Linked DNA regions of Mus musculus: region 2 is linked to region 1. The links are chromatin contacts, called in public promoter capture Hi-C maps. All regions are on one chromosome and are shown on one strand. The core of a region is the stretch at or near the end of the contact, and the rest is flanking DNA. Distances in the headings are between cores, read along the strand shown. Region 1 holds the start of 5031439G07Rik (RIKEN cDNA 5031439G07 gene). Region 2 overlaps Wnt7b (wingless-type MMTV integration site family, member 7B).

Region 1 (3,012 bases), core at 150-2,649:
CCTACCCTGAGCATCTCAGGGGAGCGGTACAAATCCCAGGTAAGGCTTGAACAGTATGCCAAAGCTGCCAATTTCCTGCTCTGGAGTGGTTTCCACACCTTGTGGTCCCACCCCACCTTCCTTAGAGACAATCTTCCTCAGCAGGCCTCTCTCCAGTCTCCATCACACAGCCTGCATTTATTGGGCGCTGGGAATACAGTTGTCAGAAGCCAGGCCTGAGGAATACACAGTGTCTTAGTTAGAGCTGCCATGGTGCAATGTCACAGACGGGAGGCTTAAACCATTCTGAGGACTGGGAAGCCCAAGGGAAAGGGGCTGGTTTTCTGAGACGCCTCCTACAGCTATGCAGTGTGATGTCAGGGGAGTGGTAAGGATGCTGTGCCTAGGAATAATAGAACAGGAGGCAGGCAAGATATAGTTTGTTTGTTTTTGAGGAAATGTATTGGAGGACACTGGGATCCAAAGGAGACAGGAGACTAGGAGAAGGGTATCCCAGACAGGGTGAAGAAGAGTCGGGGCAGACAGAACTTTATGCTTAGCATGATTGTGAGAATTTGACACTGGAAATGTAACTGGCTGAGACCAGCAGTGCATGGTCACCTACCCTGGTCCTGGGAAAGGACCACCGAGTGAGTTCAGAACGTGGCTTCTGGCGGCTGCTCCCTGCATCTTCCTCTTTTAGCACAGGGATGGATGCCCAGCTGGACCTTGGCCTTTAATTAGGATCACATGCAAGCTGATCTGATCCACCTCTGGCCTCTAGTCAGCACAGGAGCTAAGACAGGAAGCAACTCTCTGACCCCTTTTCCTAAGTGTTCAGCAGAGGAAACTGAGGCGTCCCAGGAGACCTCCGAAAGGAGGTGGTAACTTCTTGTTGAGTTTTGTGAAGCAAGTTTTTAGCAGAACCTACTTGGAAGGTTCAGACAGAAATAAGCAGAGCTGGTGTGCTGGAGGCTTCAGGGAATGCACAGGGCGGTGACAAAGCGCAAAATCAGTGAGGCGCAGAGGGGGCGGCTCAGAGGCGTGACTCTACTGGAGGGGGGGCGGGGGGCGGGAGAAAGTGGACTCAGGGTTGGGGAACACGGGCAGCAGGGAAGGTCAGCAGGCCAAGGAAGGTGTGGGAATGAGATGACGAGAACGTCACGCGACAGGTTGGAGCGAGGACGCGATGGGCTTTTGAAGTTGGCAGCAGCTGGTCGCAAGGAAGTAGGCGGGGCCAGGACCAGGGACGACTCACCGCCTTGCCCAGAGATCTGGGCGGAGTTTTAGGAGTATGAGGCAGGGCCTTTGCGTGTCGGGGGCGGGGAAAGGGCGGGTTTGGGGGCGGGCCCGCGTCGGGGGTGGGGCCTGGGCGGTGTCGAGCGCGCGCGGGCGGGCGGTGGCGGAGCTGAGGATCGCAGTGCTCCGCTGTGCTCCGAGGTCGGCGGTGGCGACGGCGGCGGCGGCGACGCACACAAAAGCGGATTGTGGCTTCACTGGTGCTCGCGGCGGGCGGCAGCGGGGCACGGGCGGCGGGGCGTGTCGGTGGCCCCCGCGGGCGCGGCGCGGGCGATGAGCCGGGGCCCGGCATGGCCTCCGCGCGGCCGCCGGGCAGGGCCTGTGCCTCGGCGTCCGCGCCCGCGGGGCTCCGGGCTGGGCCGGCCGCCTCCCGGGAGTCCGTGGACAGCAGCGAAGCGGAGGAGCGCTCGTTGCAGCACATGCTGCGCGCCATAGCCGAGGAGCGCGGACGCCTTAGCCTGCGCCGTGAGGTCTGCGGCCTGGGTGAGTGACGGGGACGGGCGCGCGCGTGAGTGTCCGCGCGAGTCCACCTCCGCTAGTCCCCCTGTGCTCCTTGCCCTCCGTGCATCCCCACCGCCCTGGGCTCTGTCTTTCGGGACCCCAAGTCTCAGTGTCTTTTTGGTACCACAGAACCCCGATCCTTGTGTCTCCGCGTCCCTATCTTCCTCTGACCGCCAGGATATCTGTCCCAGCTCCTTCTTCCTCTTCGTGGTTCCTTAACTCTTCTTCCTTCTCCTGGAAGATCTGGGGGCCCCACTGCTGCTGCAGGGAGTGTGGGCGTGAGATTTTGGGAGGCCCTTGAGTTCAGAGTTCAAGGCAGTGTGCCCTGACCACATTCCCCAGCCCACATGGAAGACCGCGGCTCTTGATTGCTGTAGCCTTTGTCTTTCTGCACCTAAAGGTCCTCTTGTCCATTAGCTCTACAAGGGACCTGTTGGGCCTCTGCCCCTTGACCCACCTACTTAGCACTGGAATCAGGGATTTGCTACAGCCTCTCCGGGTGTGATTCTGGTCTAAGGAGTCATTCAGCTGCTGGGTGGGGTGGGGGTGTCTCATTGTTTGAAAGGGCCTGGGAGGTGTGGGTGGGGTCGTCTTGGATGTGAGGTAATGCATAACTGATACATTTGCCCAGAACCATGTGGCAGAAACCCCCTCCCCTATAATCTTGGGCTTGTCATTTTCTCTAAAAAAAAAAAAAAAGACCCCTCCCTTCTTCATGTAAGGAATGACTTCATTCTATGTTGTGTCCCCTCACCCCCACCTCCCTGTCAGGGCTTGAGTTCTCTTTGAGGGAAGTAACAGCCTTCTAGATCCTGTCAGTGCTCCAAAGTGGAAGTGTACCCTGGTACCCTGGTAGGACCACAGTAGCAGAGGGAGAGGGTAACACCTGGAACTCAGGGTCCCTTGGTAGGCCACGCCCGGGAGGCTCTGTGAAAAGCAGAAGTGAATTTCAATTCTTTTTTTTTTTTTTTTTTTGAAGGAGACTTTTTTAGCACCTGGCCTTCTTAGGCAGCAGGGTCTAGCCCAGCTCACCTCAGCAAAGTTCTCTTGTCAGGCAGGTACAGCCACCTGGGGGTATAGATAAGGACACAGATTTTAGTGGGTTTTTTTCTCCAAAAAGGTGTCCAGAGAATGGTTTGTAGCTGATTTAGAGTGTCCTTATTAATGGACTCAGTAAACATGTATTTGAGCACCTACTGGGTGCCCACCTGTTAGGGCCAGCTGTCAACCTGG
Region 2 (3,012 bases), core at 351-2,850, 580 kb before region 1:
TCATGGTGCCTCCCAGCCTCTAACTAATACGGTTGCCTCTCTCACATTCGGTACAGTTTATAAGGGTTGAGAACCCAACTAGGGCAGTAGGTTGCAATTGGTCCATGGACCAGGAGATCCCAGGCCCTGAGCACAGGCTTCCTCTACAGCTTGGGTGCTAGTTTTTGCTTTAGTTCTGGGGATAGAGATGTGATGCTCTTGTAGGATGTAGATGTCGCTGCCTGGCTTGGCACTGCTCTAACAGCTCTGAGGCCAGCTTTAACAGGGAGAAAGGTAGGTAGATAGGTAGGTAGGTAGGTCTGGCCAGCCACCTTGTGACCTGTATGGAGGTTCAGTGTGTTCGTCATGATATACTCTTGGGTGCGGCTGGGCATGGACTTGAGGTATCCTTGGCTACTTGAGATCTTGGTTTTCCATCTGGGCGTGGCTCTAGAGCCCTTCTGGCAATTCCTACTGCGTTCACTTGACTCTTCACACTCCTTTAATTTACCTCAGCCTTTCCTGCCCACCTTCTTCCAAGTTCACACAGAACCCTGCAGCTCCCATAGCGGAGACCCTGACCTCCTGTTAGTAAGGATGACCCAGGGAAGGTTTTCCGGAGTAGGGTGACCCGAGATGCTTCAGAAGTCACCTCTATCAGTCTGAGGTTGAGGCAGAGACTGAGGGCTGGGCTGAGTCTGAACACCTTCTGGGAGGTTCACCTCTAGCAGGAAGTGCTGGGACTTTCCAAGAGCTGACCCTCCCCAGGAGCCAGATTTGTCAACCTGCTATCTCTGTGTTTCTGTGGTCAGGTAGACCAGGTTGGCCTGTGGGGAAAGGATGAATCTAAGCCACCGTAATGTTCCAGTAGACCGGAGTGCTGGAGTGGCCTTCTTGTGGACCAAGCAGGGCTGACATTCCCTTTGGTGACCCTGCCACAGGGTGGAGCACCAGATTAAGCCTGCCAGCTTCTCGGGGTGACCTTTTGAACCTTTGGATGGGCTTGAATGTACCATGGCCAAAGCACTGTGCAAAATGAGCGAGCCTGAGGTTGGTTGGGCAGGCAGGTGGTGTAGAGAGAGTGCTTGCCAGGGGCTCACAATTCTAGCTGCTATTTACCCTGTCACAGCTCTGGGACAGAGATGCATAGCATGAGGGACTCCAGGGACACAGCCCTGAAAATGCTCAGGAAGAATAGTGCTTAGATGTCTGTCCTCTTGCAGAGGGTGAGGTACAGGATAGATAGAGCTGGACAGCTTCCTTCCCTTCAGGCTGTGGCGCCTGTGGCGGCCATGCCTGAGGTTCTGCGTTTCCTTCCTGGCATGGTTGTGGTAGAGTATGTGACAATGACTCCACCTGAGGGAAGTCCTTTTGTGTGTGTGTGTGATAGCCCTGCTCCAGAGGCAACATAGGTTGGCGGCTTGTAGGTCAGTGATGCTTTCTGGACACCTCCCCCCCCCCCACACACACACAGACAGAGCAATGGGACAGGGTGTGTAGTCAGGGCTACAAGGCCAGACCCCTCTTCGCCTGTGCCTTCCAATGCGGGGACTCCTGTAGCAGGAAGGAACAGGGTAGCCACAGCTGCAGCGGGAAGGTATCAAGGAGGCAGAGACAAAGCCTTTGGTTTTATTGCTGCCAAGCTACTATTCAGCCTTGGACCAAACACAGCCCTTCTTTGAGCATCCTCTGGAAAATGGGAATAATGGGCTGCTAGCCAGGCTAGCCACTGGGATTGAGTGGCCCCCTTCCCAGGGCATTCATTCTGAGGCTGCTGACTGGGGAAGCCATCAAGGTCATGGGGAACATCCTAAGGTGAGGGATCATGGTACAGTCCCCAGGGGGCTTCTGACTCAGACAGGCCCCAGCTGTGATGACAAAAGATGTCAGGAATGGGCAGGCTCCTGGCTGAGGCTCACACTGCCCTGGGTGCTTGCTGTGTGGTCAGGCAGGCCCCACCCTCTCTAGGCTCTGTCTCCCACCTGATTCTGCATAAGAACTCAGCCCTGCCTTGAGGTCTGTCTGTAGAGAGATGGTGACTTGCTGTCCTCCATGTGTGGGACTTGGTCCCCAGACTCACAGCTCAGAACATACTCAGTATCCCAGGAAGTGCTGGCTCAGCCATCCAGTGTTTAGACTCCCAAACTGGCGGTAGGCCAGTGGGGCCTGCCAACTCCCTCCCACCGTTTACACCCACCTGTCCTTCTGTCCCTATGTCTCAGGTTGGTGTCTTGGCCAGCCATGCCTTCAGGGCACCTTGTATCACATAGGTTTTAAAGCAAGTGCCATGCTGGGCTTATGGGGGGGTCTCAGCACCAGTTGGGCTTCAGCCAGCCTCACAGCCTCGGGGGGGCCCTGGCATCTCTGAATGTGGCTGTCTCCATTTGTACTGTAGGAAGCAAAGAGTATGGGCCAGGGGAGCCACCTCAGCCTCTGTGCTGGGCCTGGCACACACACACACACACACACACACACACACACACACACACACACACGGTGTTTTCAAAGTGAGAACTGAGCAGGGTCAGACAGGCTTCTTGGAGGTGGAGGCACAGTGGACCCAGGAGTCCCATCTGACTGCTGGAGAGACAGGGTACCCTTCTGAGGGCAAAGACCTGATCCATTAAGGCCAGGACTTGGTATGTTATGTTGGGCCCTGCGTGCCAGGAAAGGCCCTGAAGTTTCTGAAGTCAGAGGTCAGTCAGTGAAATGACAGTGACCCCCATGAGGACTCAGTGAACCCATTAGCCCCCTTAAGCTCTTTGCCCATGTCGCCATGTGCCACTGGGTGGGCGTGGCTTTCCCATCTTCAACCACCCCAACCTACACAGGCTTCCTGCTCACCACCCCGCTTCTCCCAGACTGCCTTCTTTCTCTCCAGGGTGGGGTCCTGGGATGCCTGGCTGGAATGTTAGCTATGTGGAAGGGTGGGAAAGCCCTTAGCAGAATCTCTACTCTCTTGCCTGGGAACACCAGGAGCAGCTGAGGGGAGCAGTGGCTTGGAAAGATAGGAGCAAGTGGGGCCCAAGCTGG

The links. Promoter capture Hi-C pulls out the DNA fragments that hold promoters and counts their contacts.
Region 2: a contact with region 1 is called in a promoter capture Hi-C map of embryonic stem cells, with 2.4 times the contacts expected there. The contact joins the enhancer-like site here to the promoter of 5031439G07Rik in region 1. A contact is called at or near these places in 4 of 39 promoter capture datasets (embryonic stem cells, frontonasal cranial neural crest, hippocampal neurons and 1 more) and 4 of 115 datasets of contacts at active chromatin or transcription factors (embryonic midbrain, extraembryonic endoderm stem cells, forebrain and 1 more).

The regions. Positions count from the first base shown.
Region 1 is chr15:84,986,358-84,989,369 of GRCm38.p6, reverse strand. It overlaps 5031439G07Rik (RIKEN cDNA 5031439G07 gene), which reads left to right and starts at 1,399. Exons shown (of 10, transcript NM_001033273.3): 1 at 1,399-1,761. The coding sequence starts at 1,698. It overlaps Gm39558 (a long non-coding RNA gene), which reads right to left and starts at 1,335. Exons shown (of 4, transcript XR_875533.1): 1 at 1,238-1,335; 2 at 1-215.
Region 2 is chr15:85,568,464-85,571,475 of GRCm38.p6, reverse strand. All of the region lies in intron 1 of Wnt7b (wingless-type MMTV integration site family, member 7B), which reads left to right. Among named protein-coding and RNA genes, the nearest start is that of AU022754, 11 kb to the left of the region's middle. Within about 2 kb of position 1,600, at least 51 of the 459 cell types and tissues checked have an H3K27ac peak or open chromatin away from gene starts, as enhancers often do. A contact at or near this core is called in embryonic stem cells, extraembryonic endoderm stem cells and pancreatic cancer cells, where this site is marked.